Regions from separate parts of the Mus musculus genome. Here regions 2, 3 and 4 are each linked to region 1. The links are chromatin contacts, called in public Hi-C, HiCAR-type and promoter capture Hi-C maps. All regions are on one chromosome and are shown on one strand. Each heading gives the region's core, a stretch centred on a gene start, on an enhancer-like site or on the middle of the called end of the contact. The rest is flanking DNA. Distances are from core to core; before and after follow the strand shown. Region 1 holds the start of Cdv3 (carnitine deficiency-associated gene expressed in ventricle 3). Region 2 holds the start of Atp2c1 (ATPase, Ca++-sequestering). Region 3 holds the start of Stag1 (stromal antigen 1). Region 4 holds the start of Ppp2r3a (protein phosphatase 2, regulatory subunit B'', alpha).

Region 1 (4,890 bases), core at 177-2,676:
ACAACTAGGGAAGGACTTGTAAGGAAAGACAGGAGGGAACAGGTGTGGAAAGACATCCCTCCATTTACTAGCTGGGTCCTATCTTTCCCCCAAGGCTACAGACATAGGACTTAGCCATTTCCTCAGTGGTTGTCACAGCTTTCTCCTCTACCCTTTAGAGGAAGCAGAAGTTTAATGCATACCCAGACCACACGTCTCATAGAGAAACACACATTTGATTCTCCAAGGCCCCAAAGTCAAGTCAGGTGGAAACAAGGATATTTTTTATCCCCTTCTCTGTCCTAAGATCCAGCATAGGAGCCAAAGTTAAACTGTAGCAATCACTCAAACTCAAGTCAGAGCAGGAGCAATTCTAGGTGCAATTGTGTAACTAAAAACAAGGAAACTCCAACATCTGTATTGGGTCATTCATTCTTTAGCTGGTAGAGAGCCTCTCTAGCAAGAATGGAAACCCCTAGTATCGCTAACATAGGCACAAAAGTGCATGCCTGAATTCTCAGCACTTGGGATGGTGGAGGCTGGAAGGTCAGAAACACATTATCTTTTCTATGTATGGCGTTCAAAGCAGCCTGGGGTAGGTGAGACCCGGTCCCAAAACAAAGCAATCTCCCCCAAGCAAACAAAAAGCTTTCTGGGCTGCAGATGTTTCGGGGATCAAGTATTCACATAGTATGTGCCAATAGGGTGAAGACCCAGGAAAAGGAGGGGTTTTGTGTGTTTTCTTTTTGTGATTCTGTGGACAGACTCTGCGCTGACATGCGCCTGTCGCACGCTACCACCAAAATCACATTCCCAGCCATTCTCCATCTCACAAGAGCTAGCGTTAGAGGGTCAGATTTATTTAGCCTGACCCTGGTAGACACAGCTAGTCAAAATCAGTTCCCTTCCTTTCATGCACTGGCTTATTTAAGATCCTTCCGTAAATGGAACCACGAATACTAATCCAGCGCTCCTCATCAAAAGCATTCCATTCAGAAGAAAAGTAATAGGTGCCCGACCAGAGAGGGTGCGAGTACAGAAAAGCAGGGCAGGAGGACCAAGCTTGAACATAGCTGGCTTAACATGGTCTCTTTCCTTTTCCTGAAAGTTCAAACGCCTACCAGGCCACAGTCCTGGCGAGCAGACGCACGTGTACCCTGCGCATGCGCGCAACCAAGGCACACCCGCCCCCTCCGGCTGGTCTTCTTCAGCCAAGTCACCAACCCTCTAAATGCCCGCCCTCAAGGCAAATTCCCTGGCCAATCGGAGGCAGGAGTCACTAGGGACGTCACTCTCTTTGCCTACACCCGCTTTCTCCCCGCCCCCATACAGGGCACCGCCCCGTAGAAGGAACGGATTGTCACCTAAGCGCTCCGTCCGGGCATCTGATTGGCTCTCCCGGAAGACCCGCCCCCTTCTCATCCCGCCGCCCGCCCCCCTCGGCGCGCCCACAGCGGCGGGCGGAACCGAGCGCGCAGGCGCGGCGCTGCCTCTCTCTGCTGGTGGCCCGCCCTCCCTCCTCCCCTCCCTCCCCTCCCCGTCCCCTCTCCCCCTCCTCAGGCCCGCGCGTCTTCCTCCCGCACGCGCCGTCGTTAGCCGAGCGCTCGCCGGTGCGCGCCTTCCTTGTCCCTCAGGCAGCGGGGCGGGCGCGACCCTGCTCCACGCTCGCGGTTCCCAGCGAGGAACGTACCACCAGAGCACGGGGGGAGCCGGCCGCCCTGCCGCCCGCGCCTCGGCGACCCCGCGGGGCTGAGGCGACGCCGCACCCTGCAGCCTGAGCGCACAGCCGGCCTTGACCCAGAGCTCGGAGCCGCGAGCGCCGCGCCCTCCGCCGGCCCCACCCATCCGGACCGCGGCCATGGCCGAGACCGAGGAGCGGAGCCTGGACAACTTCTTCGCCAAGAGGGACAAGAAGAAGAAGAAGGAACGGAGCAGTCGCGCGGCCAACGCGGCGAGCGGCGCGGGCGGGAGCAGCGCGGCGGCGGGCTCCAGGCCGGGCGATGGCGGGAGCCTGGGCTCCGGTGCCAGGTCGGGCGACGGCGGGAGCTTGGGCTCCGGCTCCAGGTCGGGCGACGGCGGGAGCTCGGGCTCTGGTGCTAGGTCCGGAGACGGCGGGAGCTCGAGGTCCGGAGACGGCGGGAGCGCGGGCCCCGCCGGCAAGGCCATAACGAAGGTGAGGGTCGGGAGGCCGGCGGCCGGCCGCATGTGCCCGCCCCCGCCGGCCCGGGAGGCCACGTGACTCGGGCTTCGCACGTCGGCCCGGCGGGCGGGCGGGCTCGCGGTCCTCGGCCCCCGGGGCTCGTCTGGCCGCCCCCGTCCGCGGCCCTCTGCGCGCCGCGCCCTCTGGGCCACGGGGGTTGGGCCGGTCCCCGGGTGACGTGTGCCCGAGTCCTCGTGGTCCCGCTTGAGCCCCGCTGGGGCCGGATTTCATGTTCTTAAGGTGTTCCGAGGCTCCTCTGTGCCGCCCGGGCCAGCGTGGCTTACTCTCCCAACCACGGCCACGCAGGGCTGGGAATTGAGTTGTGGAATTTCTGTCGCCTTCTCTCCGCCGCTCAGCTCGCCCTGGGCTTGGGTTTAAGTAAAAGCGGCGGCAGAGAGGGCGTTTGGGAATTAGGCACGTCTCCGGATCTTGCAGGAACGGGCTAAACTTTACCGTCCGGCCACTAGCCCCAATTTTTGAGACAAGGTCTCACGGTGTAGCTCTGGTTGGCCTCCAGTTCACAAAGAGCCTCCGGCCTCTGTCTCTGGAGTACTGGGATTAAAGGTCTGTGTCACTGTCTGCAATTTTGTTTTTTTTTTGTTGTTGTTGTTGTTGTTGTTTTTTGTTTTTTTTAAAGATCACATTTATTTGCTTATTTGTGTGCGCGCACTCCTGTGTACGTGTGCGGAGAGGTTAGAGGCCGGGGTAAATTCTCTCTTCCCACCACGTGGGCCTGGAGAGTTAGACTCTCTGGTTCTCGGTGTTGACTGCCGCCGATTCTTAGACCGACTCAAGAATCCTGGCGACCACTGATGGAATTTTTCCGAGTCTGGAATCTGTTTACCAAGATCTCTAATTAATTAATTCGATGTTTCGCGGGTACCTTTACCAGTTTGGGGAATCCCGTTGGCCCTTGATGCCTTTTAGTCTGAAGTGGGCTTACCAAAAACTAATCAGGTGTTGTTTCTTCCATAGGATGAAAATGAGTGGAAAGAATTTGAGCAAAGAGAGGTTGATTACAGCGGATTAAGAGTTCAGGCAATGCAAATAAGGTAGGATGTGATTACACGTGGGATTAGGTAACCTTGTTAAGTAGTGCACGCGTTTACTTTTTTTTTTTTTTAAATGCCCTCTGTGTCATTAAATTAGTTGCCAACTCTAAAATCCTGTGGTTTCCCTATTTGCAGCTATGTGGATTTTTGGCTTGACTAAAATGGATTTTTGTCATTTAAAAATTTTTAACACTTCGTGTTTGAATTTAGGTGGTCTTCCCTACCCCTAGTAGGGCTCCTGTAGTTCACTCGCTGCCCTGAGAACTTACTGTGTGACTCAGGAGAAGAAGGGGCTTGTTTTTTTTTTTTTTTTCCAAAAAAAAATATTTGAAGCGAGTTGCCTGTGTAATACATGTCTGTACTGTCTTCTGGAATTGGAATTACAGCTGTTAGTGTGGGTTCTGTGAGCTGGACCCTGATCTGTGGAAGACCGCTGAGCGACATGTCACCTTGAACTCTTAATTCTAAAGTGTCCACCCAAATGTACCACCAAGCTGTGCAGGAACTTAGTTTTTTCTTTTACTTACTTAGTAAAATTGTTTTCTAGTTCTCTCTGGTAATTGCAGTGTAGGATACTTCCAACATACACGAATTTGCATTGACCATGAAGCCACCTTGAATACCCACTACCCCAGTCAAAAAATTGAACGTTAATAGAGGCTCTTCTGAACCTATCCCCAAAAGTAGCTTACCCTAGCCCTCGTTTGCACAGTTCTTAGCTGTGTATTCCGGACTGAACTTGAGCTGCTGGAATTGCAGGCCTGTGCTACCTGCCATTTCGGGCTCTGAGGTGACTGGTTTTCAAAGTTCAGGAAAACAGTCATTTTCACAGTTGGATTGGTTGATTTAAGAGAACCTACATTGTCACGTTCAATCTGTGGTAGTTCATTTTAGATCTGGTTTTAAAAGTAACATGTTTGGAAAGATTTTTTTTTTAAGTAGAAAGGGTAAGTATTTAAGGTAAGGTTTTTGAAGTTCAAAAGTGAGTAGGGCTCTATTGCCTTAAAATCCTTTACTCATCTTACACAAGCAAAATGATTGGAAATTGTCTTTGGTTTGAAGCTTGCAATTTGTAGAGAATTCCAGTGACCATATGGGACAGTTGTTGAGGAAATAACTTTCTTAACTCTAAATTAATCTTTTAAAATCTAGATTATATATGATCTGAGGTAACTTATTGAAAAGCCAGGTAGTATATTTTAATGTATGGTTAGTGTCTGTACCACCCAGGCATTCATATCCCTAGGTGTTCTCACTTGTGAATTTACCAAATTAAACATTGTTTTTTATAGTAGGGAACTTAGAAGTTATCTCCCTTTTTGGTGTGGCTTTAGTGTTTTGTTTTGCTTTGTTTTTCCTTTTTTAAAGATTTAATTACATATGTATGTCTGGGATGTATATGTACATGTATGTGCATGCAGGTGCCTGTCGAGGCCAGAAGAGAGCGCATCAGTTCCCTTGAAACTGGAGTTACAGGTAGTTGGGAGCTGTGTTCTAGGGACTGAATTTGTATCCTCTACAAGAGCAGTATATAAGCTTATGAGTAATTTTAGAAAATACTTGGTGGTGAAAGCCTTAACTGTCAGCTGTTGAGAAGCTGAGGTGGGGAGAATAAGAAAAATCAGGTGCGCTTGGGTTAGAGTGAGTTTAAGGTTACTC
Region 2 (5,295 bases), core at 2,591-5,090, 2.2 Mb before region 1:
AACATCTGACTGCCCTCTCACAGGGCTGCAGCTTTAGTCCATGACTTTTCTAGCTATTTGGTTCCTACAGAGTAGACAACAAGGGGTGGGGGTGAGCCGTACACAGTAGCAGCTGGCTGCCCTTATCCCCTACTGTGCTGCTGGGCAGGAGGCAGGGGCCTTTTGGTTCTTGCAGATGTGTGTTGTAGTCACGAGGACTGGTCAGCTGCCTTTCACCAATACAACTGGGTCCCAGTAGCAATCAAAACTGGCACCCGTGAAGGCCACATCGCCAGAGAAGTCCACACCAGAAACAGGTGCTGGTTCTGACTCCCATCTGAGAATAGGGGTGCGCAAGAATCCTCCCTTGCGTTTGTGTTAGCGTGAATTGCGCTGGGAGCAGAATGCCTGTACTTATAGACAGAAGCTCTCTGTGAATCTTAGCATCAAGAAAGCTTTAAAAGCTATGGAAATCGAGCATGGTGTCACACACGCGTGATCTCAGCTACACTGGAGGCTGAGAGAGGAGAATCAGGAGGTCGAGACCATCCTGGGCCATTTCCCACAATGCCGTCTCAAAGTAAACGTTTTAAGAAGGGCAGGGAAAGAGGCTCAGTGGCAGGCAGACACTTGCCTGGTATGTGTGAAGCTCTGCGTTTGATTCCCACAGCAACAAAGAGAAGCACATATTTTGTTTATAGAAGACTCAGGATAAAAAATGTTATGTTTTTTTTTCATAAGTATGCATCTGGTCTTAAATCTAATTGTTCTCATGTGTAAATTCCTACCAGTCTACACGTGTTTTTCTCTTTAACAACTCCATAGGTTTTGATTGTTAGTACATTTCTGGGTGTGGGTTAAGAGGCTGAACAGTGTACTGGTTGGCCAGGGAGGCTCAGGGGGAAGGCTGATCTGGTTAAAAGCCCTTCCCCTTTGCTTTGTAGCTGTGTGGACTTACAACATTTTTTTTTTTTAATCTTCTTTGGACCTTCCTTTTAGGCCCAGAGAATTACACTGACACAGAACAAATAATTTAGTGTTAAGTACAAAGGCCAAATACATTGTTCCCTATGATTTATACTCGTTATTACTTAAATACCTAAAGGATTCTTGGTTACATTTGTTTCACCCATTTACTTATTTATTTCCTTCCCCCACTCCCAGCACTGGGAACTGTGCCCAGGGCCCTGCTTTACCATGAAGCTCCTCAATGTCTATTTTATATTTTCTGCTCTGTGTTATAATAGAACAGACATTTGTTTGGTGCAGGGTTTTTTTCTTCTCTCTCCTCCCTTCTCTTCTCTTTTTTCATTGCCCTCCTTAGACCTGGAAAAGGTGACCACAGAACAAACCATCTGGTCTACAATGAAGTCTGCTTTGTGCCCATCGTTGGGGAGAGGTTTTGATCAGAAGCCATGCTGAGCAGGCTGTGGGCTTCTGCCCACAATCAAAGCATAAAAGTTCAAATAGTCTAAGAGGAGCTGCAAAGGAGGCAGCTTGTGGATCCCTCAATGAACGTGAACAGAACTTGTCCCTATTATCCCTGGGGCCTTTTCTCTTTCTCGGGCTTTAGGATGGTCTGGGCGTCTGGGCTGGCAAACGGATTGCTTTTCTGGGTCATGAAGTGGCAAAGAGCACGCTGCTTCTCCCCTCCCCTCATTAGAGCCTGTGGTCTAGTCTCCAGACATAGAGGAAGACACCCAGAGCTTCTGTAAGCATACAATGGTGAACCTAGAGAGGAAGCAGGAGAGTGGGGCCTCTGGGGACTCATTCCCAGCAGAAGGAAAGAACTTCTTGGAATTGCCTCCAGGCCCTGATGAGTCTGGAAAATCACCTTGCTCATGGGCCCCGTGCCAGCCTGACAGATGGTCTCCCTGGGTGGCATACGCTGCTTCAGGCTATCAGGTATGTTCCCTGAAGGCAAGTGCCCCACCCAGGAGTGCTAGGTCCTGTCACAAGTCTATGACAGGAGCTTTGCCTACTCCTATTTCCTCTCAACCTCTTCTCTCACTGGAGGGGAGAGAGACTAGCTTTTCTCCTTGAAGCACACCTCTGAGCTACATGGTTTGTCCACCTTAGTTCCCACACAATGGTCCCTTGCTGAAATGGTGTGAGCTACTGAAAGGCTTAAAAGGCCAGGAAAGAACAAAGGCGGGAGGCTGGGGGATGGCTCAGTGGGTGAGAGCATTTGCTGTACCAGAAGAGGGATCAGAATTTGAATCCCTAGCACCTGCATGCGGAGGAGCCTGGCATGGCTGCTTGTTCCTGTAACTACAGCCCTGTGGTGAGCAGATTCAAGAAGATGGCTGGGACTTGCTGGCTTGCCCAGTTAGCTCCAGGTTCACTGAGAGGAGCCATCTCAAGGGAATAAGGCAGAAAGCCTTAGAGCAGGACATTAGTCCTCTAGCCTTATGGGACAGCATGGGTATGTACACTAGTATAAATATGCATGTGTGTGTGTGTGTGTGTGTGTGTGTATGTGTGCACGCGCACATGCACACATACACACACACATACATGCACACACAGTTGGGGTGGAGTGGGGGTAGAAGTGTGGCTCAGGACTTAGACGACAAACCCTGTGACCTCTATAGATCCCAAAGAAAATGAACTTTCAAATGTATAATTTCATATCCTTTAACACAACAGATCTCTTGTTGTGTTCTTCTTTACCCCCCTGCCCCCACCACCCCTTTTTCCTCTTTTGAAGGCATGAATCCTTTTTATAGTAGTTAGAAGTGTGCTTGTAACAGTTCCTCTCACAGATACTCAGGAGAAAGCCTCGGGGAAATTTAATGGTTCTGAGTTCAGCCTGTGGCTTTGCGATAAGGATTCAAGGCAAGAAGCCTTTTAACTCAGAAAAGAATCTGTTTGCAGCCATTGCCCAATAAATGCAAAGTGTCTGGTTACTGGCACGTAGCACAATGCACCACAGAACTCAATGAATGTCCACAGAGCTGGCCAACCCCATAATGTCCATGAAGGGGTGGTGTCTGTGTGTGAGTGTGTGTGTGTGTGTGTGTGATTTGCTTAGTTTTCAAACAGTGCTAGTCTTCTAACAGGGTCCACAGAATCAATACACTCATGGGAACTTGCAGAGACCAGGAAGCCTGCAGGGGTCTGCCCCAAGTCCTCTGCATGTATGTTATGGCTGAGTAGCTCCGGGTTCATGTGGAAATGCTAACATTGAGAGCTGGGTCTGTCCCAGACTCTTTTGCCTATGTGTGGGACCCTTTTCCTCCTCCTGGGGAGTGGGGAGGAGGAATGTGTGGGTGGAGGAGCTGGGAGGAGAGGAGAAACTGTGGTCAGGATGTAACATATGAGAGATGAATAAAAATAATAAAATAAGAACTCTAAAACAGCGTTTCTCAAGGCTGAAATGAATTGACACTTTTGAGCGGAGGCTCAGTTGAAGGTTGTTAGTGTGTGTTGGTAATGACAAGAAAGCTCAAAGGAAACTGGGAAAACCTCATGTCATGCCCTCTTAGAAAGAAAGAAAGAAAGAAAGAAAGAAAGAAAGAAAGAAAGAAAGAAAGAAAGAAAGAAAGAAAGAATCACCAGAAATACTGTCGGAAGAATTAAAATTAAACCTCACGAGAGTCCGTGGGTATGGAAAGTCACCCGCTAGCTAATATTAACATCGCTTGCAACAGAGCCTTGCTGCTCAAAATAGGACAGTCAGTCATATCGCTATCGCTGGGCTGTTTACATTCTTCGGGCCAGCCCTGAACTTCTTCCTGCCTCTGGCTCCTGGGCATTGCAGTTCTGGAGGTTTCTAGATGACCCGCCTCCCTCAGCTGTCTCTAGGAACTTCCACTCAAAGGGGGAGCTATAAGATTGACACCTGCTCGGTTTGCAGCAAAGTGGTGGCACTTCAAAGGAGCGGCTAGGCAGCAGAGACTAAGTGTCTAGGTCGCATTTGGTCGCTGTCAGGGAGGGGCAGACAAGGACCCTCGGGTTTCCCCTCAGTATGGAGAACTTATTGCCTCCGTCCGGATTTTCTTACTTGAAAAAGTATCCTCTCCACTCTATTCGGAAATATTTATCAACGCTGAGAAGCCAAAGGGCCGAAGAGCAGGTACTATTTTGTTTGTGCTAACTTTAAAAATAACTGGTGCTTATTTCTGGGTGTGGCCTGTCGAAGCTTGGGGAATGTTTCTCTGCTGGCTTACTGGTGTTCATAGGCAGAGGTCAGATCCAGCCTGTAGTTACTCGAGCTTGGCAGTCAGAGGAGCCTGCCGCTTGTGAGGGGTTACTTGGCTGTGGAACGTTTGGGTCCTGAGATAAATTATGCAAATGTTCTGGGTGTGTGTGTTTGACACTTATTTTGCTTTCTTCCGTTATCTAGATGAACCTACCATACTACGGAGGTGACTCTTTGATACTTTGATCATTTTTTCAGTGTTTCGAAGACAAATTCTGAAACCGTTCGTAGCTCAATAGATGAAGCAGTATACCCTAGAAACACACTTATTTTCTTGCATGTTTCTGTGATTATTTTAATGTCACTAGGATTTGCAAAATGAAGGTTATCTGTGTGGCTATAATCAGATCATTAGTGGGCTGATAAGATCATTTGGATATAATAGGTGATTCTTATATGTGGTGCATAGGGGACAGAGCACAATAATTATTAATCCTTTTAGCCAATTGAAAGCTACAGTTTCCAACAGGAAGTTCTAGCATGTGGGTATAGACGCATCTTAATAAGCCTGTTTAAAATGTCTGGTTATTTCATTTAAAAACATGTGTGTTCATTACATTGATTACATTATACATTGATATCTAAAAACTGCTTTCGTAATTGCACTGGATTAGAGAGAGAACAATGTGTGGCCCATTTAAATCCAGGAGCTCATTTAGAAGCTTGGCAACGGACTAGAAATATGAAAGACAGGTCTGTCACCACATAGAAGATGACCAGCCACAAGCGCTCTGCCCTGTGCTCTCTCTAGAACGGCAGAGCCAGGCGACAGATATTGCCAGTGTCCTGTTCTTTTTTCCTCCGTGGTAGAAAATGACCCAGTTAGTAAGAGGCTTCCCAGAAATGGAAGCAGAGGGCAGCAGAAGGAAACCCTTTGGTGACCCCTTTTCCCCAAAGCTCATGCCTCATTTGAAAAAAAAAAAAAAAAACAAAAACCAAAAAACAAAATACCTGACAGATCATTAGGATTATCAAGGAAACTGCATCTTAAAATCTTAAATGATTTTGACTAGTGCTAGAGACTCAGGCTCTCTGCATTAAGGGAGCTAGGTTGCCCCATTTACCTCTCGCTCAGTTTCAGGGTAACACTCGGTGAGAAACATTTCTGTCTC
Region 3 (4,703 bases), core at 1,670-4,169, 2.7 Mb after region 1:
CTCTCGCCATCAGAAGTAAATAAATGATGATCACACTACCTTTTCCTTGAGAGTGGGAGAGATTATGTAAATATTCCAGGATAACTTTCCTATGATTAGACCAGAGAGGGAAAAGGGTATTTTTGTATGTGTAATTAATGTCCCTATAGATAACTGAAATTACATAAAAGATTATCTGGGTGGGCCTGACATAATCAGGTTAACTTCTGAAAGAGATCTTAAAATCTACAGGAATTAGAGACAGAAGTCAGAGACACTGATTCCTATAGTAGCCATTTTGTAAACTGCTGCCTATTAAGACCATATGTCAAAAATAAATAAATATAATAATAATTACAGATTTTGGCCAAAAGCTAACAAAGACACATAAGTCTCCCATAGCACTGAGATTATTAAGATATATCTATCCATCTATAATCAAGCAAGGAAAACAGATTATAACTAGAAATTTTTAAGTTTTAGCTAAAAAAGGTTTTCAATGTGTAAAAGAACCATTGGCTTACCTCAACTTTAGAAATGAGGAAGGTAAGATTTAAATAGTTAAAAAGTAAAACCAAGACCTCAAACCTAGGAGATGTCTCAAAGTTCAGTTCAAGGTTCTCACTCGTCCCTGCAACACAGCTTGAGTTTTTAAAAGAACCTTTCAAAGCCAAGAGTGGCAGTAATCCCAGCATTTGAAAGTATGAAACAGAAGAATCGCTATAAATTCAAGGCCATCTTGAACTACATACCAAGATCCTTTCTGAAGAAAAAAACAAAACAAAACACAAAAGAGCCATTCAGTAATTGGCTGGCCTGGCACCCACCTATAATCTCAGATCTCCATAAGCTGAAGAAAAGAACTGCCACCTTAGACTGTGTACATAGTGATTTCAAGGCCAGCCTGGGCTACACAACGAGATCATGTTGGTTGTGGAGGGGACAAGCACACAGTGATTGTATTAATCTCTTCAGAAACGACAATACTAGACCTCTATTTGTTTTGTTTTAAAGGCAGTATCTCATAAAACGTCCATGCTAATTTCAACGTATGATTCCCCTTGCCTCTGCCTTCTCAGTAAACAGAATTACAAGCATAGAACAATATGCAGAACTCCAAAGCACAGTTATAAAATGCAAAGAAAAAAAAAAAAAAAACACCTGTGGGGTTTCTCTTAGAAGTTTATTCGGGTAAAAAAAAAAAGTGTTACATTCCCCATAATTAAAAACAATGAAATATCATTCCTTGTTCTTTCAGTATTTCTAATTGTTAGCCTCGATTTATATACATTATAAGACCATCACCCATCATACAAGAACTCCCACTGTTCTGTACATTTCCATAAGAGCTTCACCATCAGAATTTGCTATCTATATATGAAAAAAAAAAAAAACCCACTGGGAAACCTAAAGGTAAAGTTACAAATTCCATTAAGTTACACATCGTACAACTTTATGCGGATTTTGGTACTTTCACAAACACTACTTTTGCTAGATGTAAAATATAGCTGTCTCTAAGCACAACCAGAAGAGAATAAACATGCCCCTCATGTTAACACCAACTTCAACAGCAAATAACTCGCTACCACAAACTGCACTATTTGGGGTCTATAGGGCTCCAAAACCACCCCAGAGCTTAACACTCCCAGGACACGACTGTCTGCAATGTGGAAAGAATCAGTAACAATCCTAACGTAGACAGAAGCGGGTGACGTGACAATCCGAAAACCAGAAAATGTTGTGGTCCCTACTACACACAAACAGCACTCGGTTCGGACCCCTCCAAGTCCAGCTCCCAGCACTCGGGTTTCCCAGCTCTTCATCCCGCCCCCCACCTTCAGGGAAGAGGAAAAACAACTTTTATTGGCCTCATCTCCCGGGGGATTGGGAAACTAGCGGGGCAGTGCTCCGGCCTGGACACGTTTCACCCGGAGCTCGGACGGCGGATAGCGGGAAAGCCAGGACTGCGACGTCCCGTCGGCCCAGGTCCTCAGCCCTACCCCACCCCAGCAAAGCAGGGGCCTGGGACAGCAGTCTGGGCTGAGCGACCCCCAGGACCCTCGACAGAAGCGAGCTCCTTGTCATGTGACGCCGCCGCCGCCAAAGCACCGCAGAAACGCAGGGCGGCGGAAGGCGTTCGCGCCAGCCCGCCTAGGCTGGCCCGGGCGCGGGCGAGTCCCGAGAGCCCGGGCGGGGGGGCGGAGGGCGGGCTTGGCGGCGGGCCCGAGCGCGCCACAAAGGCTTCCGCGCTACCGCCGCGGAGCCCGGGCGGGCGGGGGCACCGTTTTCGCGGCCCGCGGGGAGGGGTGGAGGGAAGCGGAGCGCCCGCCGCGCCCACAGCGGGTCCCGGACGCTCGGCCGCCCGCCTGCAGCCGCCGCGCCGCGCCGCGCACAGGCCCGCGCGGCCTCCCTCCCCCGCGCGGGGCCCGCGCCGGCCCGCCCGCCCGCCCGCCGCTCGCCGCTCGCGCTCCCAAGCTCTCGCCCGGCCTCCATCTTGGATCGGCGCTTCCAGCCCCCGCGCCGCTGCCGCCGCCGCCGCCGCATTTCCCCCTTTCCCGCCCCCCGCCGCCGCCGCCGCCGCCCGCGCTCACCTCAGCTGCCCATCCGGGCGCTGTCGGCCGTCGACCTAGTTTCCCCCCAAAAGTCTCCGGTGTGTTATTCCCGAGGTGGGGGGGTGGTTACGGGGTGGTCGCCGGGGGTTCGGGAGCGGGGGCCGCGCCTTCAACGGAGCTGCAATCCTAACCCGCCATCTGGTGGCATTTTCCACACGCCAATGGCGCCGCTGCAGACTCGGGTCCCGACCGCCCTCTGCTGGCCGCGCTGCTCACTGCTCCGCTGACAGGACGGGCCTGCCCGGAAAGGGGAGGGAGCTGAGGCGCGAGCAGGGGCCCTCGGACGGGGCCGCGCGCCATCGCTCGCCTCCGGGGGGCGCGCACGCGCAGCAGCGGCGCGGGAAACGTGGCCTTTTGCGTGGCTGCACCGCCCCCCTCTGCGAGGCTCCTGCTCCGCTCGGCCAATGGCGAGCCGCGGAGACGTCTGGACGAGGGCGCTGTGGACAGCTCCTGGGCCGCCCCAGGCGAGCGGAAGGACGGACTCCGCGGCGCCTGCGCGACCCGCTCGCTGGGTTGCCGCCCGCCATTTTTAGAGCTTCTCCAAGAGCCTGGAAGAAGTCCGCCCCCGGCTCTTCCGCCGAGGCCCCTCCCCGGCGGGGGCCGCGCTCCGCTCCCGCCCTGAGGCTGCCAGCCGCCCACACCCGCCCGTTATCGGGGTGAGCCGTGCCAACGCGCCCCCGAGCCCTGCTCCCTCCCCGGTTAGCGGGAGTCTCCAAGCTAGAATTGAACGCGCGGTTTATTATTATTGATGAGGCGCTTTTTCAGAACGAGGTTGAAAAGGTTTCGAGCACTGGGACGAACCCCCTGCCTGCCGCGGAGCTAAAAGGAAACAGTGACCGCTCCAGGCCGATTGGCGTCGTCCTGCCTCTGTAAAGCAGGTTCTCGCCGAGGTGCAAGCTTTGCATAAGGCGGCAGCATTGGCTAGTTAGTGAGAAAGGAGAAGCTACACGGTGAAGATAGACTCTGCGAGCAATCAGATTCTCCCACAGCCTAGGACTGCTTTCTGTGGTTCTCAAATGGACGTGCGAATAATGGAGCCTAGCCGAAAGGGAAATAGCCAGGCGTAGATCTTGACCCCTTCCTTCCCTGCTGCTCTCTACCTAAGCTGTCCTTGACCAAGGCTCTCCTAACCTTCCGCCTGCTTATTAACTCCGCACTACAAAAGTGAATTCTTGGTCTTGTAGGTCATCAGCCTCATTGCTGACTCAATTTTTTTTTATTGGCAGAGGCAGCTGCATTTTCAATATCTCCTTAGAAACGTTAAACTTGTTTATAGTCTTGAGGGCTGGCTAGCTAGCTAGTACCTCAATTGTCTCTGGAATGTATCCCAAAGGTTGCAAAGTGCGTTCCACATCACTGGAGGAACTTTGGTATGAATTCGTGACAGTCCTTTCAGCAAAGTATCTCGTTTACTAGCCTCTGATTGACTTCCTATTGTGTTCTCTGCAGAGCCTGTTTTTAGCTTGCCTTGTTAAAAGACGGTGCGGGCTCCAAGCCATAGTCATATGTAATTTAATCTATCGAATGTGTGGGACTCTGATAAAGAGCTGATATTCTATCAACATGTTTGTAGTCGTGATCTCAAAAAAATCTCACCTAGTTTAACCATCCCCCATTCCCTTCTCTCCCCAGTCCAGCCCTGCCTGAATGCCATTGCCTTTTTTTTTTCTAGAATAGCTTCAGTATTTTATCTTCTAGGTGCTTTCTGTTTTGTTTTGTTTTTTGTTTTGTTTTTTTTTTTTAGTTTCCATTTATCTTTAAAAACAATCAAGGCTGTTAACTCCCTCAACTTGCTGTACTATCACAATGTTCCTTACCCAGGCACATGTCTGAAGAGAATCACTGTGGGTGCTCTAGCCACAGCCTTGGGAGGCTAAGGCAGAAGGATTTGGAGAGAGACAATGAGACTTATCCAAGGAGAATGAGGGGACCAGGGGCAGTCATGTCCTTCACCAGGCCCCACCCACCCTTGAAAACATTTTAAGCTGCCTTTGAATCTGTACCTACATTGTTCCCTAGTCTTCTGATTGAGTTGCTAGCTCTGGGTTTTGTTTTGTTTTGATTTTTGTGTTTTAGATCCTACAGTCCAACCCTGAGTTCTCTGCTCCTTTT
Region 4 (5,410 bases), core at 158-2,657, 2.1 Mb after region 1:
TCTTTGTGTCTTGCCCTTCCTTCTTCACAGGATTGTTCTGACACAAAAGAAGATATTCAACGCGGTATGGTGAAGGACTTTTAAAATAGGAAAGTATAAAGTTGGGTGTGTGATGGTTTTTCTTCTTTCAAGACAACGAAGACCACATTCTAGCTATTAAAAAGATTAACTTGGTGAAATGACTCAGGATGTAGAGCCTGTTTGAGGCAATTTTATATACATTTTTCTTTTAAAAATAAAAATATATTTCTTATAATCAACCTTACACATAGCTACAGAATGTGAAATTGTATACATTTTGTATGCACCATCTATACCTAAATGTATGTACACATCACATATGATTTCACATGTACACATAAGGCACTCTGTAAGCAACTGTTGTTTTGCTAAGAAATGTTGACAGAAAGGAAGAGATAAAACACGTACGCAGAGCCTGTTCTCACAGTTTGCCTAATGCCTGGCTCTTTAAAGTCTTATCTACATCTGGTTCTTCACCTCTACGTGACCAAATGTCACGTACTGTTCCTTCCCCTGACTGGCTTGCTTGTTTTACCTATGTGCTTACATAATGATTGATTGACTTTTTAATTTAGAATTGAACTGCATTATTTTTATTGTTTAGCTGTGGTACTCATGTAGCCCAGGTTGGCCTCAAAGTAGCAGCAATGTCACCAAAGTTCAAACACTTGGAACTTCTTGTTCTCTATCTAGCCTCCTCCACCTCTGCAGAGCTTTGCAGACATACATTACCTCTCCCAGTTTATGTGGTTTTATCCTCGTTTACTATACCAACGGGGTTACATCCCTAGCCCAGTCAGCCCATTTATTTCCCACTTTTAGTAAAAGCAAACCTCGCTTATTATTTTAGCTAGGGTCAAAGCTTAAGAAATCAAAATTGCAAATGTTTCAGAACACTCCATTAAGTTGTGCATTTGTTTTACATAGCTTTGTTTATTTAACAATTTTTATTCTGTTAACAATTCGCTTAAAATAAATAAATAAATAAACTCTTCGTTCAAAATTCACACAACTTGGGTTGAGCGAATAGGAGCATGCTGGTGTGGGCCACAGTAAGAGTGTAGACTGTAGTCAGATGGGATAGCCTCCCGGAAGAGCAGGACAGTTATCGAAGAGGACAGTAAGAAGGGTAATAAAAATAATGACGGCCATCATAAAGTGTATACTCTTAACATGAAATTCAGTCCCCAAATAGTGCGAATAGCCTTCTCCATTACACTAAGTAAATCACAGCGGCGGCCGAGGCGACGGCTCTCGCAGTGCCCCTCAGGGCCCCCTTTCGGAGGAAGGAGAGTGGGAGGAACCCAGCACGGCCAGGTGGGCGGGGCCGGGGCCGAGGGGGCGTGTCTGGTGGGCGGGCCTGTGGCGCTAGTGGGCGGGGCTGTGGCGCTGGCGGGCAGCTAAGCTGCTGGGCGGCTGGGCGGGGCGCGCTCAGGCCTCGGCTCCTCACGCGCGGCGTAAGCGGCCCAGACCCCGCGCTGCGGGAAGCCGGGGTGGCGTGTGCGCGTCGCCTGCGAGCCGAGGCAGCCGCGGGAGGAGGAGCAGCGGGCACTGAGGTAGGCGCACAGACGCGGGGCCTTAGGCCGGTTCTCCTTGGGAGCCCCCGGCCCTCCACGGGCTGGCGAGGCCGAGGGGCGGCGCACAGAGACCGGGGCGGGCGGGGCCGGGGGCGGGGTCTGGCCTGGCCGCAGGGGCCGCGCGCGGTGAAGGGACTCCTGGTGGAGCGCAGGCACGCCACGCCAGAGGACTCCCGGGGCTGGCGGCCGTGGAGAACGGTGGCCCGGGAGCTCCGCGGAGGAGGCCAGGGGGCCGGATGGCCGGCGCCTCCCACCTCGCGGGACGCCCGGGCCGGGAACTCGTTAACAGGAAAGCTTGGCAGGGCAGCAAATGCCAAGGTTCTGGAAGAACTGAGAGTCACGTCGTTAGGCGCTGAGGCTTTATTTTCCTTCCCCGCCCCCTGCCCGGCCTCGGCCCGACTTGGCCAAAGAAGGATGTGTCACCAGTTCGGGGCTGCGGGCGGGATCCCAGCCACTCTGGGCACAGGGGCACCTGAAACAAAGGTATCGGGCGACCGAGTGGCTGAGCTGCGAGCACCTCAGCCGGTCCCACGGTCGCGCCGGCCGGGCTGCAGGCTTGAGGGGCGTTCTCCTTGGGGACCGCTCGATGGAAACCAGCTGGCCCGGCTTGGAGTTGATGTTGCATCGGAACTGTGTTGTGCTCACATTATTTCCATTCCTCCCACTCTGATAAAGCCTAGGGAAATTTTATCCCGCTTGATGGTCTGCAGATGCAGAGGGGGGAGGACAAATTGCTGTTTGTAAATTATAAGGTATTTTCTTTGTAGAAAATAGTTTAAGAACATAGAATAAATGCTTGAACACGTAAGCGGAGAGGATGATTTGTAGTGCCTTTCAAAATTGGAAAAGAGTTCCTCCACGGATCTTCAGTTATGTACAAAACGTCCCCCGCCTCTTTGGTGCCAGGCATTTTTCTTTGTTCTTCCTTAGTGTCTGGCCTCAGTTTCTTGTAAACAGAGCATCAAGCACAGGGACCCTAAGAATTGCCATACTAGGTCAGAGCATGGGCGTCCAGCTAAGCAGGCAGCAGGCTCGTGTTGTAGTAAACACAGGGCTTTCCTTGGCATCGTTAAAAATTATCTCAGTTTCTTTCACTGGTCTCCATGACGATTACTGAAAGCGTTCTTAAAAATCTGTAGACGGCTCCTGATTTGCATGCAATTTATTCACGTTTATTGCATTCAAAAGGCTGTCTCACCACTTCTGACAAAACTTATGGCATGAGATACTCGTGAGAGGGGAAAAATGGATCTTTTACACAGCCTGGAAAGCTCAGGTCAGGAATACAAAGTTTTGCGGTTCTTTGGGGGTTTGTTTGTTTGATTTTTGTTTTGTTTATACACACACACACACACACACACACACACACACACACACTGGAAAAGTCTATCCCAAGGCCCATGTGGTTGGATTCAATGATAGCTTTAAACACCAACAACCTGAATAGTAGGCAGCTAATGCTTTAACATTCACACATATGATTTGCATATATTAAAAAGTAGCTTAGCATTTTACACAGTGACTATCTGGCTTTATCTTGGTCTAGGTAATCTGGCCTTAAGGTTCTGCTAAAACCTCGTATCCTCCGAGAGAGGAAATTTTGCTTGAGCAGGAAGGGAATAAGGTTGGGCAGTTCTGCAGTACAGACTATTTGAAGGTAATAACTTAAACTTGTCAGCCACACATTTCAGTTCCAGTTGAACAGGGCTCTGTCACCTTTCAACAAGTAACTCAAGTTTTCCGTCTCTGAAGCTCTTCTTGACATCCCCTTAGCTCTGCCTTACACCTCAGCAAAATAACCACAACAGAACCCCGCCAAGTAAGGGGGAGGATGCCTCCCTTTTGAATAGTAGCATCCTCAGTCAGGATCTCTCTTATGTGGTGCTGTTGACATTTTAGATGAGATAATACTTCGTCATGGTAGCCTATCCTGTGCCGTAGGTAGAGGATGGTTAGCCACACTCCTGACTTATAATCCTAGCTGTTAGTAGCACTACACACATAAATAATGGCAATCAAAGCTGTTTCTAGACGTTGCTGGGCATACCCTGAGAAGGACCAAGCTATCCCTGGTTGAAAGCCATTGTCGTAAATGAACGGCTGCTTTAATACCAGGACACTGCATTGTCCTTGTTTGGTTATGTATTGACTCTGCTTTCTTAAGCTTAAGGGCAAGAGAAGTCATTTATTTAATGTGTGACAGCCTGCTCTGCAAACTGTGTGGTAGGTAGGTCATGTCTTGGAATACAAAGGTAAAAGCAACTGATTTGATCTCTGCACTTCTGTTTTTATCATCTAAAGAGGTAATTGGTGTGAACATATGTAATTACACAGTTATGTCATTACAGCAGTGCTAAATTCTGAGAGGAGAAGTACAGGTTTCCTGAGTACCTAAAATGTTAATCTTGACCTAGTCCAGAAACTGAGGAGTGTTCTTCCGTTGGGAAAAGAACATGAGAGACAGAATCAGAAGGATAAACATGGGATTGGTAATTAAAGCTTAGGGGACCCTAAGATGACAAAGAATAGCCCCCCCCCCCAGTCCCCAGGAACCCAGAAGCTAGTGTGGTTGGAACTTGAAAGATTAGGGAGGCAGAATGATAGAAGTAGGGAAGTAAGCAGAGGCTGTCTGCTACTGACTTCTCAGTCCAGCCTACTCACCAGAGCCCACACAAGGAACTTAAAACAGTACTTCTTAAAACAGGCCCTTCTCCAGGTGTATTCAACAACAACATATTTTATTCCAGTCAACATTTTCCCCATGCCTTCTGAGTAGATAACCATTGCTAATAGTTTTGTTTACTATTCTGAACTTTTTTTTTTTTTGATAGTTATCTTGTTTACACAAATGGTGGCACTCCCTTGGGAATTTACCCATTTTGATGTATATGGCCTTTCATGTTATGGCTTCAATATAGATTTATCCATTCCCCTATTGATAGGCATGGAATTGTTTCCAATTTATTGTAAATACCACTGTGAATATGCCAGTTCACATGTGAATGGAATAAATTGATAGCAATGTAGCTGTTGGACCAAATATGTTTGTGAAAGATCAGCTATGGAAAAAATGATTTGAACAAGGTAGCTAAAACATAAAAGGTAACTGAGACCAGGATGATAGCAGTGAGGTGGGAAAGAAGTTCATGTATCTATGAGATGCACTTAGGAGGCATGGTTGATAGGATTTAGAAGAAGATAATGGCACAAATGTTGAGGTAGAGAAATAACTTCCTAGGGTGAATTCCAGGGCACTAGCTTGCCCAAAATGTGAATAGTGGAGTTGCTACAGGAAATAGAAAGCATCATAAGAATAGTTTTGGGGTGGATTTAAATCATAGATCATGTTGGGATGCTAAACGTTCATGTAAATGTGCCATAAAAGCACTTTAGAATTCAGAACCCATAGAAAGCAAGCATGGGACTGGAGGCACTGATGTTTAGGTTTAAGTTGAAGTGTATGGGCGAAAGTAGTCATTGCAGGCGCTGCAAATCAATAGCCTAACTTAGAATCTAGACCATGGATGTTTTAGTTTGCCCAGACAGTGGTTTTATCATTAGTTCTGCATTAGTTGCCAGTATTTTTGGATCTGAAGATTTTTAGAGAGAGAGAAAAAAATGAATGGCAGACTAAACTGGCTTTCTTGTATTGCAGCAGTGATCAGAAGTAAGTCAAAACTGATTCCAAGCAACCACTCCCTAGGGCTTGTGCCTGTCCTGTTTTGCCTCTGCATTGTGTGAGAGTGAGTGCGTGTGTGCATGTATGTGTGCACCCGAGTGGAAGTCGAAGATGACTTTCAGGAGTTGGTGCT

What was found. Promoter capture Hi-C pulls out the DNA fragments that hold promoters and counts their contacts. Hi-C and Micro-C count contacts between places; a contact is called where the count stands out from the background. HiCAR-type assays count read pairs that join an accessible place to other places.
Region 2: a promoter capture Hi-C map of liver shows a contact between it and region 1, with 2.2 times the contacts expected there. The contact joins the promoter of Atp2c1 here to the promoter of Cdv3 in region 1. A contact is called at or near these places in 2 of 39 promoter capture datasets (both in liver) and 1 of 484 Hi-C or Micro-C datasets (CD8 T cells).
Region 3: a Hi-C map of muscle stem cells shows a contact between it and region 1, with 5 times the contacts expected there. The contact joins the promoter of Stag1 here to the promoter of Cdv3 in region 1.
Region 4: a HiCAR-type map of astrocytes shows a contact between it and region 1, with 2.7 times the contacts expected there. The contact joins the promoter of Ppp2r3a here to the promoter of Cdv3 in region 1. A contact is called at or near these places in 2 of 39 promoter capture datasets (the 3T3-L1 cell line and pre-B cells) and 1 of 115 datasets of contacts at active chromatin or transcription factors (astrocytes).

What each region holds. Positions count from the first base shown.
Region 1 is chr9:103,362,316-103,367,205 of GRCm38.p6, reverse strand. It overlaps Cdv3 (carnitine deficiency-associated gene expressed in ventricle 3), which reads left to right and starts at 1,426. Exons shown (of 5, transcript NM_175565.3): 1 at 1,426-2,152; 2 at 3,155-3,231. The coding sequence starts at 1,838.
Region 2 is chr9:105,519,802-105,525,096 of GRCm38.p6, reverse strand. It overlaps Atp2c1 (ATPase, Ca++-sequestering), which reads left to right and starts at 3,840. Exons shown (of 27, transcript NM_001253831.1): 1 at 3,840-4,057. The coding sequence starts at 3,950.
Region 3 is chr9:100,641,664-100,646,366 of GRCm38.p6, reverse strand. Stag1 (stromal antigen 1) reads right to left here and starts at 2,919. Exons shown (of 34, transcript NM_009282.4): 1 at 2,571-2,919.
Region 4 is chr9:101,247,829-101,253,238 of GRCm38.p6, reverse strand. Ppp2r3a (protein phosphatase 2, regulatory subunit B'', alpha) reads left to right here and starts at 1,407. Exons shown (of 14, transcript NM_001161362.3): 1 at 1,407-1,577.